2 separate regions of the Mus musculus genome follow, and region 2 is linked to region 1. The links are chromatin contacts, called in public Hi-C maps. All regions are on one chromosome and are shown on one strand. Each heading gives the region's core, a stretch centred on a gene start, on an enhancer-like site or on the middle of the called end of the contact. The rest is flanking DNA. Distances are from core to core; before and after follow the strand shown. Region 1 has its middle 380 kb from the start of Gm31711. Region 2 overlaps Sugct (succinyl-CoA glutarate-CoA transferase).

Region 1 (6,654 bases), core at 1,699-4,198:
CAAGGAGAAAAGGGCTCACTGTCCCACCCATCCTCCAGGACTGCAGGTTGCATATCCAGGCGCCTGTAAATGCACACTGTTTTCTTCTGAGGATCGCTGCCCAGTTTGCCCAGCAGAATGGGAGGAAGGGTATCCCTGAGCCATCTGGGAGCTTCGGCTTCCCAATATCCACCAGCTCCACAGAACCCTCCAGCCTCTGGACATCAGCAGCTGCCATCTCCTTCATCCTTCTGATCTCTCCTCTCTTCTCCAGCCATGCAGACACGCTCCGGATGACCACCCATTCTGCAAGTTTCCTGACACAGCGGTCCTGGTTTTCATCGATGTATTGGAAGACAGCTCTGAGGGCTGACATCTTTTAGGCCGACTTCAGACCTAGGAAAGTCATGCCGCGTCAGTTTGAAAGTTTTTAAAACAAAATTTAGCTTCCATTTCCAGTCACATCCTTAGACACATAATTTAGACATATAGATTTATTTGAGTTCCCTGTGACTTACATGAGCTAAAATGACATAAATTAAGATAGTGGCTTACAAGGCAGCCTGGTCACGTGGTCAGCTTCTAAGGAAGCAGGACTTATATGAAGCAAAGGCTGACAGAAATTCATCTTCCCACTGCTTCAAAACTTCCTCAGGAGTTCAGTGGGCGAGGGGGATACACTAGAGCAAAGTTTAATGGCACAAATGTAAAAAAATGCCTGAATGAATTCCGTTCTTATGCATGCTGATTTGAGATTAATAGAATAATTGCTCAAGAAAACATTACTTTACATAGTAAAAAATTTCAAAATACTGTTTATAAACAAAAATGTTTAAAAAAAAATACTCAATGCCAATTTGTAAAACAAAGCCAAACCTATAAAAGTACTTGTTCTTTGGTAAGAATATTTCCACCTTTATTTTAAGTGTTGTACAAAATGTTTTAGCCTACTCCTTATGGAGTAGATATCTAGGGCTAGACTTCCAAGGACCACCTCATCGACTACACCAGAACACTCTGCACAGAAGCTTGCCTCAGGGGTGGTCCATACTTGTAAGACTCATCTTAATATCCTGAACACACTAACACTGGGTCCAAATCAAACCTTTCTCTGAGTTGTTTGATTGTTTGCTTTTCTTGATTGAATCTGAGAGCTGAACCTAAGTTACAGAGCAAATTCTTTCTTACCTATGTCCTACCCTTAGGTAGGAGGCTCAGCTTAAACACCAGCCTACCATTTATTAACTTGAATACCATCAGAACCATCCATGCAGCTCAACGAAAAAGGGTTAATACACAAATTTAAGAAAGACCTTTTGATGGTTCATTTTTTTGTGTGTGTTTTTTTGTTTTTTTGAGACAGGGTTTCTCTGTGTAGCCCTGGCTGTGCTGGAACTCAGTCTGTAGACCAGGCTGGCCTTGAACTCAGAAATCTGCCTGCCTCTGCCTCCCGAGTGCTGGGATTAAAGGCGTGTGCCACCATGGCTGGCTTTGATGGTTCATCCTTTTTTCTATTTATTTTTTTATTTTTATTAGGTATTTTCCTCATTTACATTTTCAATGCTATCCCAAAAGTCCCCCATAACCCCCCCACTCCCCTACCCACCCACTCCCACTTTTTGGCCCTGGTGTTCCCCTGTACTTGGGCATATAAAGTGTGCGTGTCCAATGGGCCTCTTTTTCCAGTGATGGCCGACAAGGCCATCTTCTGATACGTATGCAGCATATGATGGTTCATCCTTAAGAAGTTAAACCTGAGGTCTGTGGGAGGAACCCTGGCTCTACCCAGTTTGTTGATTTTTCCAACTGAATTGTTCCTCTATTCTCTCCTCTCTGTTCCCCTTCCCCACTCCATCTCCTGTTTCACGATGTGTGAATGTGTCTCTACACACAAAACACAGAACATGAAGCTGTGCTCTTTTGTAAGGGCACAAAAGGGCAAGGAAACAACACTTTGCCCTCTCCTACTTTGACAGCTGGAATTATTTATCCATCTGCACTAACCCATCTCATTTCTATAATTGGGCTCACTAACATTTGATCATGAAATTCCCTTCTTGGAAATGTAGGTAAATTTTTGTCACTGTTTTATCACTCCATCAAAGGAACAGGAAATGGATATGCATGGTCATTGACCACCAATTGTCCCAGTAAGACATCTATAGAATATGTGTAATTTATGCAAGCCGACAGCACAAGGTAAAGGGGCTTTAAGGTAACATGACGAGCTATGAAGGACTTGGTACTCAACAGCTTAGGAAAATATACGGTGTGTTTGTTAATAACAGACAGGCTAAAGTCAGGGAACTGTTCAATAAAACTAATTAACACTGTTTTGATTCCACCTACAAATGTCACTGGCATAACATTTGTAGTCATCTTAAGAAAATGTAGTCATTCCAACCATAGAAAAACAAAATAAAGTGCTTGTGAAACAAATAGCAAGGACTTCAGTGGGGTAAGTTTCTTGAAAACACTTACAGAAAAAAAAATGTTACATAGGCTGTCATGATTTTAAGCAGTTGTGATCTTACTGACTTGAAAGGTTATTATGGAGGCATCTTTGTGAACTCTTCATCCATAGAACTACTCAGAACAGATCACTTTCTGTCATTGGCTGGATGTATTTGAGACCAGAGATTCTGCAGTAAACCAGCATGAGGCAGTGAGTCATGCCTTCATTTTACTGAGAAACCACTGATCTGGCACAGCAGAACATGGAACTTGTTACTCTCCCTGCCTACCACAGAAAGTAGCAGGGAGAAGGTGAATGGCCACAAGGATGGGAAGAAACGGTGGTACTATTGGAGAAGGCTGAAGTTGGACACATTAATTACTTGGATGAGTTCCAAGCTTGTTTATCGAGGAGTAATTCTGACTTAAATATGTGAGCATTGCTGTTCACTGATACTGCTGCTCCCTGTCCCTGGGCAAGGCAGCTCATGCCTTGTATGACTAACTACAGAACACTACTATTATGTGCAAAGCTTGAAGTGTTTCCTGCCAGGGGATCTTGTTCTAGTTTGCATGACTGACCTCTGAATGTTTCATGACAGCATTAGCAGCTTTTGTCTTTTGTAGATCATAGCCTGCTTGAGAAACTGAGGAGCCCCACGGAAATGTGTTCATAATTCATATTTGACTGTGCTGACAGTTACAGGAAGTGAGAAGACCCCTTGATGCCCAGCATAGATGAATCAGTCACCTCTTACCACTGACATTACTTAAAGGAGCAAATTCTAGCCTGACACAGAAGCTTCAGGTTTTTCTATTTCTTTTACTTTCTTTTACTTATTTTTAGCAACAGCACAGTCAAGAGCAGGGACTTTCACATATACAGTAAAAAAAAAAAAAAAAGTGTACAGTATCATCAATGCAAAGTTGGACATGTGCCAGCCCCCTCCCCCTCCCTACCCTGAAGCATCTTCATTTGAATTTAAAGGGGTGGATGAGTGACAGCAAGGCTCTGTTCTCCTTCTGACAGGGCTTTGGCAGATCATTGGTTGTCATCAAACCTATTCCATATCTTGCTCCCTGCCAGGAATTCCACCTACATGCCTGATGGCAATTAGTCCCTTGTAGGTGCTAATGAATAAAGCACAGCACGTTGACTTCACGAGGATGAGAAAACCCACGATCCAGATTCAGAGAGTCACTCCAAGAATCTCCCCCTCCACACACACACCCCAATCTCCTGACAGTAGAGCTCTCGTTTTTTTTTTGCCCAGTCACAGGCTGGAGCCCCCGCCCTCATTCTCTGCACACGAGCAAGGGAAAATAAAGTTCTATGATGAGGACACAACTAAACAGAAATCAAGTGCTCCCCCCCCCCACCTTTTCTCTTTTTAAATACCCTACTCTGATCTTAGCACATGAGGATGCCAGTATGGGTTAATCTGGGTTGCAACATTTGAGGTGAATCTGCAAACTCAAGCATTGTTTGAAAGAAACAGAGACCTCCTTTGAAAGCATTCTGCATGGAGAGGATGGGGGGAAGCTGCCAGTGATTGCTGAGAATCCTAAGTCACAAAGGAGCCTTGAAACGTGTAGATTCTCAAATCCTGTTTCTGGAGATTCCTGGCCAGGAGGCCTAAAATAGAACTTAAATTTCTAAATGTTCAAGAAGTTGCCTCAGATGAAATGACTATCTCTCCTGGTTCTGGTCTCCTAATTGGCGGAGTTCTGATCAATGAAACGTCTCCAGGACTGTGTTTGCAGTAAGATTCAGAAGCTTGGGTTCACTGTTTCACATCCTCTGCTTTATGGTTTTTATTTTTTAAAAAGCAAACTGGTCATCTATTACAAATGAGTAAATGCTCAAAAAGATTCTTTTAAAATTGAAGCTATCGATAACTTAAAACCTTTTTCTTGCATGTAATGAAATGTCACAATAAAACGTATCATTTTGCACAATTGGCATACATAAATAAAAATGTTTTTAAAAAGCTATATTTGTATTATAATTTCCAAATTTTGCATCTTACCCAAGATGAACATGTATTCTAATAATAAAAGGTACAGCATTTCTTTTTTTTTACTTGTTTTTAATATTGTTGAATTCCAAGAGGAATAAATTTGTACCAGAGAAAATTGTACTTCAACATAATTGTTTGTTTTTTAGATCTTATGTGTGTCATGCATTTACTTAAGGGAGTTCATGACCTCATCATACTGCCACTGTCATAATATAAAAGGTAAAGGAGATTTTAAACCCTGGACACAGAGATTATCAGCCGATTATTTGTAATTTTTTTTGTACTCAGAATTACCTTTCTAGGATCTCAAAGCATATTACCAGACAAATTCTCCTAAAAATCTCCAGACATTTGAGCAGTGTGGTTTCCTTAGCAGATAGTAAATTAATGAAAGTGGCAAGAAAGACAACTTTATTATGGTTTGTGGGACTAACCAAGATGAAGAGAGTTTGAATGAGCTTCCTTCAGATACCCAAACTTCAATTTTATCAGGAAGAGATTTATTCTAAACCCCTGAGCTTTGCCCTTTTTGAGTCAATACTTAATTGGGAAAAAAAAAAAAAGGTGTGGTTCCAAAATAAAGCAGTGAAAGAGAGGGCCCAGTCTGATAGTGAAATGAGCAGTACAGTTCAGAACATTGCTCATGCGACATTGTAGACATCCATGCTCAACTGCATAAACCAACTTCCTGAACATCCAAGGTCAGGGTTTGGCAAGAAAGGAAGCTGAAGGTCTCTTACCATTCCAGTAGCTGACCCCGTGTAGCGAGAACTGGAAACACATAGAAGAATGCTATACTGCTGAAACAGAAAGGCTGGTTTTGAGGAAACCAGTTAGCCCACATTAGGAAGAAAAGATAATTTTTAATTGGATATAGAGTTATATGGCTGGACCTAAATTTATATCAGTCTTTTAAAGATCTAATCTTATAAGTATTATTTGTACTGTATTGGTAAGAAATTAATCCTAGAATGTTATTTTTAATGTTAGACTCTAAAGTATTTGATTTTTAAACTGATTTAATTGTACAATAGACATTGCCTTCATTTATGTATGGTCCCATTAGAGCAGGCAAATTAAGAACAGTACCCAGCATTGGATTAGAAAATTTCTATCACATCCTCTCATCCCATACCTGTGGCAGATGTAAACTGATGTCTGCATAGTTTCCTTCCCAGCCCAGGGAGCGACTGAACATTTCAGGAAATCACACAAATCAACTGGAGCCCGTACAGAGGCAGCACCTGGAGCCCCAGGGAGGCCAGGTGCAGGGAAGAGAAGAGGACTCTGGAAGAGGCAGGCAGGGGCCGGCTCAACGAGATCTCCTTCCTCCCTGACTTCTTAGCTTCCTCCCTGGGCTTGATGGATTGAGGAGCAATTCTGTAGGAACTCCTAGATGGCTTTAAAAGATCGTATGAATGCTTGAGAAAACACTATGTTCTGATAAGATTCCTATAGAATCATTTACAGGTGCTATACTAAAAAGAACTAGATTCTTCTGACACAAAGGATTTAATCTCCAAGGAAGCAGTGACTTATTTCTTGACTAAAGGTTAAGGCATACTTGTTCTTTTATTTTTTTATTTATTTATTTTTTCATTTGGCAGAGCTTTTCCACATCCCTTTGTGGGTAGCTGCCTCCTCTGCATATGTGTAAACCAGCTGTCCTTTGGAATGACACAGGCCCCCACAATGTCATGGGATAAGACATGTGGGAGTTGACTGAGAACCTTAAACAGCTACAGTAGGTGGGGCTCCTGGCATTTGGAAGTCAGGTAGTACTTGGCCAGGGTTCCATGCCATAAGGGCAAGGCCTTTGACCTGAACCATCATGTTTCAGTACGTGGATGCCTAATATAGGCAGGGAGTCAATCAGGATGACTTAAGAGGGGTGTAGGGCGGGGGGAGACTTTGCCTTTGCTGGAGTTCTCCAGATTGGCTCTCCAGATGGCCCTCTCTTCTCTGGTAAATTATGCAACAAGCTGCTTCAGCCGAATTTTGCAGACCTGGATGATCTTGAACTGATTTCAACAAACAGGCACACTCATGGGGTTGCAGGGCATTCTCCTAGCCCTTTCAACAGAGGAAGAGTGTTGTGGGAGGGAAACCCAGGTAGTCCTTGGTGCCAGTCATAGAAAGAGTACAATACTCACAGGCAGAATAGCTTTGCTTTGTGCCTGCTCTTATAAGGCAAATGGTT
Region 2 (6,654 bases), core at 2,184-4,683, 390 kb after region 1:
TAAGGTTTGAAAGCCATGGTCTAGTGTGTCCAAAGAGATTATAGACTTAGTGGTTAACTACCAATTTATAATTTATTTGGGTTCCCTGGGTCATCATTGCTCAGTTGCAACCAGAGAATCCAGCAACCCAGAAACTAGTATTCTTTGCTGATGGGCATTCTTCTGGCCTATACTCTGAGAGAAGGAATGACTATGTGGTGTGAAAAAGGCTGTCTGCTGCACCTGTCAATAAAATCCCACTGAGTTTACTGAGACAAGGCTGCTCATGAAATATGATAAAATGGAGAACAGGTCTGTACTCTGTCAAGATCATCAACTGAGTCTACAGGTCTATCATATGCAATGTCCAAATCCAGTTAATGCATTCAACCAATGATGTAATAAACTACTTTAGTAAACAACTATTCTCTGTTCAATGTTAATGACAGGTAGATGAATAAAAATATCTTGCTCAGAACACCATCAAGTAAGGAGTATGGCTAAGTCATACCAAGTGCTATAGAATACAGCATTTTTTCTATTGATGCACACTGGACACTGGACGAGCAAAAACACTGGAAAAAACAAGAGGAAGTTGGAAAGAGCAGAAAACCACAAGAGGAGACTGATTGGTTGGCTAATGCACAGTACAGGAATGGTGACTGGGAATGCCTAATTAGCATGTGATGGAAGATGAGAGTGAAGTAGTCCAAGGACACATCTGGACAAACAGAAGGAATCAGCTGGAAGATATCACAAGGAGGTAGAATGGGGACTTGACCTCTGAATACAGAGGAAAGTACAAGGTGAATTCTGGGCTGCTTATCTTTTTTTGTAGCCTATGTGCTTGTCAGAATGTGATGGCTAGTCACTGACAGTGTGTGTGTGTGTGTGTGTGTGTGTGAGAGAGAGAGAGAGAGAGAGACAGAGACAGAGACAGAGAGACAGACAGAGACAGAGATAGAGACAGAGACAGAGACAGAGACAGAGACAGAGAGACAGACAGTGTGACCCAAAAAAGGGAAAAGATCTTCTGGCTTCTGGCTTGGATTTTGAGTTTGAGATGTAGTAGGTAGAGATATCCTGGGATGTATGTCCAAATTGCCTTTAGATAGGAATAAATATGGAATCTGTCGATAGGTCTTATATACATGAGTACGTTATTTTAGTTCTTTTTTTTTTTTTTTTTTTTTTTTAGTGAGTATACTCTTGCTGTGGAATAAGCATTGCATTTTTTAAAAAGAAAATAAAGTGTTTGTTGATGGAATATGCTGATGGGTGATATTCACTCCCAATAAACAGAGCTGTTTCTTCTGAAAACCATCCCCGGAGAAGACCTTTTCTCTGTACTCAGCATGTTCTGCCTAACCCACTCATCCCCCAGCTAAGCTCCATTCCCCCCAGTTCAGTTCAGTGCCCAGTGCCTGGACATCCTTTCAGCAAGGACACCAGAATGCTGAAAGAAAGAAGAGGTTCTGTAGGAAATAGGAAAGGGTGCTTTGGGAAGGCTATAAAGCTTTGGTAGGTATTCTGTCATTGTACAAATTAGGCCAATGGAAAAGGATCCCAATCTACCCACATCTGTAAACTGCTTGTCCTTTCTTGCACAACTAAAACACATGAGAGTAAAGCATGGCTTATCCACACTGTTTGGTTGGTTTTAAAAGTAAATGATGAATTTTAAAACTATGTGCCTCAGTAGGACCAAAAGTGTAATTTTTAGAAAAGGTTTATTCTAATTTTTACTGATGTGTATGTTTGAGGATCTGTTTGTGGGTATGTAAAAGTGAGTGTAGCATCTTTAGAGGTCACATCAGTTACAAACTAGAGCTGGGGTTTCAAGCTGTTGTGAGTTGCCCAACATGGATGCTTGGAAACAAACTCACAACCTCTGAAAGAGTAGCATGCACCCTTGCCCACTGAGTCATCTTTCTAGCGCACCAAATGCAATCTTTATAACCGAAACCACACCCTTGTGATGTTTTATTCTCAATGACACCCAGTAACTGATACATGAGAGCAGCCATAGTCCAAGATTCTCACAGTGTTAACTTCTGATTTGTGTCTGGAATTCTGGAATATGGCACAACTTCGGTATGAAGTAGATGTTTCAACCTTTAGTTAAACCAGGGTTAGAAAGAACAGTACAAACTGGGAGTTTAGTCTTATCAATTGGCTGCATGAGAAAATGCAGAGAATGATGAAGGGAAGCTGCACAGGCATCAAATAGGTACAATGTACTATTTTCATTTATTTCAATTCAGCTCTACTTGCAAGCATTCAGAGTTTTTGCTTCTCTAGGGTGTTACAATCAGCTTTAAGCAAGTCATTTGTGCGTAAACGAATTTGCTTCTGAGACTAAATGGTTGTATTAATGTGGCTTAATTGATAGCAGCCAATGAGAAATCAGTTACTGAAGGTCTCTGCATTAGTACATGGTTATATTAAATAATGCAGAATAACTTTTAAAAGGAAAGAAAAGCCAGCGCACACAAGCACATGGTTTTCATTTGGAGAGGAGGGGCTGGAAAGAAGCTGTGCTGTGGGGTTGACTTCATAGCTTCAGGCAAAACTGGGAGATTAACAGAAACTGTAGCAGGAGCATAGCTGTCTGCGTGTAAGGCATTTAACTCAGTGAAGGGCAGAGCTTGAAAGATCTTTTGAATTTGGGAAGAATAAGTCATTGGGAGAGGATGAATAGTTGTTCCTTTTTTTAAAATTTTTTGGTTTGTTTTCAATAATCAAAGTTACCTAAATAATGTCACCATGCAAAGTGACACAGTATTTTGGTTCTTTCTCACTTAATAACTTTAGCTTTCTATATGGCAAATGGGAAATGCATCACACATGATGTCTCATAATGTGGTCAAATGACTTCTCTCCAAAAGGGAAGAGAGTATGAAGAAAAGCACAATGATATAGTTAGTGATGGTGAAACCAGCAAATAAAATAACTGAAGCAATTTTATATACAGCTGGCACTTCCCAGAGGAATATTCAAATTGGACATTGGTAGATGCTTTGTGACGAGCAGGACTTTCATGAGCTATAAGACATTGAAGTAGGATTACTTTTGTCTCAATTCAGTTTAAGGGCCAGAAGTTAAACATGAAGTGGCTGTGTTTTCAGACAACTTTTGTAATTTTTCCAGGGCAGAGGTGGAAATCAAATTTGAGATCCTTAACAGCTACTTCATGGGTATGAAGTCAGAATGTGGTGGCATTTATACAGAATAGTACCCTTGGCCATGGAGGTGGGGAAAAATGTTTCTGTCATCCAGCTTTATAACTGAGACTTAAGGAGAGTGGCTAAGATGGTAAGTCTGGTCTGGTCTGGTCTGATATGGCATGGCATAGTATGGTATGTCATGATAAGTAGATAAGTATGGTATGGTAGGTGTGGTATAGTACAGTTGGGTAGGGTAGATATGAAAGGGAGTAGGTACGGTATGGTAGATATGGTACAGTGAGGTAAATATGGCATTGTATGGCATAGTATGCTAGCACACTTAGAGCATTTAGGTCTGAGTAAATGCTAATGTTCCAGGTAAAGGACAGCTGTTGCCTGAACCAAGACTGCAAGCGATCTGTGGAAGCACAGTGAGACGAATGCCAGCAACACCACAGGCAGCTAGAGTCCTCAGCCAGTCCCTTAGTGTCACCAAGTAGGGCTCTCCTTGCCCTTCCCGTCTACTCTGCCTGCTCATGTTCCTCTCCTAGTGAGTAACTAGGGTGATAAGTTGTGGTGAACAGGTAAGGAAGTGGGAAAGAACTAACAATGCCCTACTTCCCCAACTAGCCTCCAATTGTAGACTTTTGCACTTAAAATTGGCCCTTGCTGAGGGAAAATAGACATTCTAATTATAAAACAAACTCATAGAGTTTTGTCATTTAATTGCAGTTGATATCTGAATTACATTTTATACGAATTTACTTTGGCTCACAAATTGCAATGGATTCAACCCATAATCTACCAGCCGTTTGCTTTTCAGCCTATGACAAGGAAGACCATCACAGAGGAAGTGGTTGCAATAAATCTGCCAACATCACGGTGGTGGCGAGGTGAAACAGAAAGGAAGAGGAGGAGCCAAGTTCCCAATGTTCCCTTCTAGGGCACACTACCAAACAACCCAGCTTCCTTCCACAGACTTTCTTCTACAGCATCCACTGTCTCCCAACAGCACCACCTGCTGGAACCCAACATTAACACAAAGGATTTGTGAAGACAACTCTGTCAGCATTTTCTGAATTCAGCTTTCTAAATCAGCTCTAGGGAAATGTAAACCCTGCATATGTGTGCCAAGGACACTCATTCTGGGTTAGAGAGCTGCCACCCCAGGGAAGAGAATCCCTGCTTTACTGAGATTCCTTCAAAGGCTGAATGTTGAAATGTTTTCTCTAAGACTAATCTAAAGTTGGTAGCTCTAATAAATTTAAGAAAAGAAACCAATGTTCTCTCATGTTATATGTGCAGCATTTCTGACAAGTAGGAGTTTACTTTCGAGCTAGGTTTTATACTACAGTAAACTCTGCTTTTCTCTACAGGGATGATGAGTAGTGCTCATCCCATGCTACCTGATACTCTGCGAGGTTTGAGAAGCACCCAACAACAAATTAAAAAATTAAGTCAGCATATGTGTCATACACAGTGTGAGCTGGGCACTGAGGTTGCTATGATGAGCTGCAATATACTTTATTTTGCTAGAAAAGTGGGGAGATACATCAGTCCTTTAAAGAAATCACTTGTAGCTAAGTGAAGATAGGTTACTTTTTAAGCATACCATTCCTATGAGCTTCTTCATTGGTGTTGGTGTTGTTCCTTTAACAAATAGTATATTCTAAAACTGATGAGTGTCTAGCAATCATATATTATCAACAAGTGGTAGTTCCATGTACTAAATCCAACAAAGTCAAAGCTAGTTTCCAGTGCTTTCAAAATTGAGCTGCTTGCTCAGTCAACAGACCTTGGTTTCTCTGTGTTGAAGACAATCCTTAATTACTGAAGTGACTAAGAACTGAAACATAAAGTCTTCTGCCTTAGTGCTTTTTCTTTCTCAGAAAACAGAAATGTGTAGGCTACTCCAAGGAACCTTTATGACTTTGGATACTTTGTTTAAAAGGCTTGTAAAACTCTAATGATTTTGGACATAGAGAAAAAGTTTAATCATACTTTCAAGTTGTAAATTCTTCATACTACCAACCTACTGGTAAAATATATCTATTAGTACAATAGTGGCATGACTGTTAAGGAAGTAACCAACTGATCACTGCTTGGAATAAGGCTCACTCCACAAGAAGAAATTCCTGTTTGGTATTGTAAATCCAATAAAAACTATGGCCTGGTTGAGGAGAAGATAGGCCCCAAGTAAAGACTTCCTTCTCTGTTTAATTAAATTGACATGGAATCCTTCTCCCTTCCCCCATGTTTACACCCCATAGACAAAAGCTACTCTCCAATTTAATCAGAAAAGCTTCTCTTTGTAATGAATGTGAGTGAGTGTAACGCTGCATAGCTGGTCATGGTACAGAGCATAAGGAGCAATTGAGTAGTCAGCCTTAAACAGGACATTTATACAACTCCCTCTCAGACTCGCAGAACACTGGAGAGTGGGTGGTAAGGATATGTAACATGGGAAAAATGGCATCAAAACACTGTGTCCTGGGCATGAAAAAAACAGTACAGTCCTAACTGCATAGTAACTGCTACCATCTACACTGGGCCTGTGAATGGTGAACATGGATCAAGACAGGAAAAACAGGGGTCCTACTCCTCTGTGCTTGACGATTTGACGATTTTTTTCTTTTATTTGGTGGAAGAAGTAGTCGTTGTCTTCAAGTGCATACCCACTGATGAGTCCACAAGACTACAATGGACAAGTCCAAAACACTGTGGACTCTGTTACTATCAATAAAACACACTCATACAACAACAACAACAACAAACCAAACAAACAAAATCATGAATGTGGGAAGGGGACATGTAAAAAGTTAGGGATGGGCTTGCCTAGGCTGGAGAGACATAAGGATTCATGGAAAAGAAACAGAAAACAATGTATACGTATAAAATTATGAAAAACAAATTTAATAAAAGTTCTTTTAAAAAGAATTTTCACACAACAGTATTAATCCAAATGACTGGTTCCAGGAATTTGTGAAAATGTTCTTTGGAGGAGCCAAACACCATGCACAGCAATGACAGGATGGGAGTGCACGCTGGTGGGGAATGCAACAGGAAGCAGGGGTGGGGGTGGCCATGCTTTAGACAAAGTTTGCAAAAAATACTATCTCTGTGACAAACTATCACAACAGAGATCATTATCTCCAGCCTGTCTTTGAACTTCAGTCTGAGTAAGTAAGTAAGTCTGAGCCTTTCCTCAGTAAAGAGCTTTACTACACCAGAGAAGTTTTTCTGCTTCTTAGCCTTGGTTTACTGGTGCTCCCTGCCTAGCCCTGGAGTGAATCTGGGACTGATATTCTCCAATTTACACACTTCACTGACCTCAGTAAGCAGGATGAGAACCCCTAAGTGGCCACCAAGCCTCCCAGTCAAGCACCCCACACTTCTTTCTCCTTCCTTGTCTCATTCTGTTGGCAACACTCCCTCTTAGAACACCATGAGGCTACAATCCAAATTAACCACAGAGAAGCTGCACATGAAACTTCAGTTTATTTTAGAT

Evidence for each region. A called contact is a pair of places that touch in the nucleus more often than the background predicts.
Region 2: a Hi-C map of Th2 cells shows a contact between it and region 1, with 1.8 times the contacts expected there. The contact joins two enhancer-like sites. A contact is called at or near these places in 2 of 484 Hi-C or Micro-C datasets (Th1 cells and Th2 cells).

The regions. Positions count from the first base shown.
Region 1 is chr13:16,639,138-16,645,791 of GRCm38.p6, forward strand. It overlaps the pseudogene Gm7537. Among named protein-coding and RNA genes, the nearest start is that of Gm31711, 380 kb to the left of the region's middle. Within about 2 kb of position 2,949, at least 55 of the 459 cell types and tissues checked have an H3K27ac peak or open chromatin away from gene starts, as enhancers often do. A contact at or near this core is called in Th2 cells, where this site is marked.
Region 2 is chr13:17,024,673-17,031,326 of GRCm38.p6, forward strand. The region is part of intron 12 of Sugct (succinyl-CoA glutarate-CoA transferase); the gene reads right to left. Among named protein-coding and RNA genes, the nearest start is that of Gm25020, 180 kb to the right of the region's middle. Within about 2 kb of position 3,434, at least 76 of the 459 cell types and tissues checked have an H3K27ac peak or open chromatin away from gene starts, as enhancers often do. A contact at or near this core is called in Th2 cells, where this site is marked.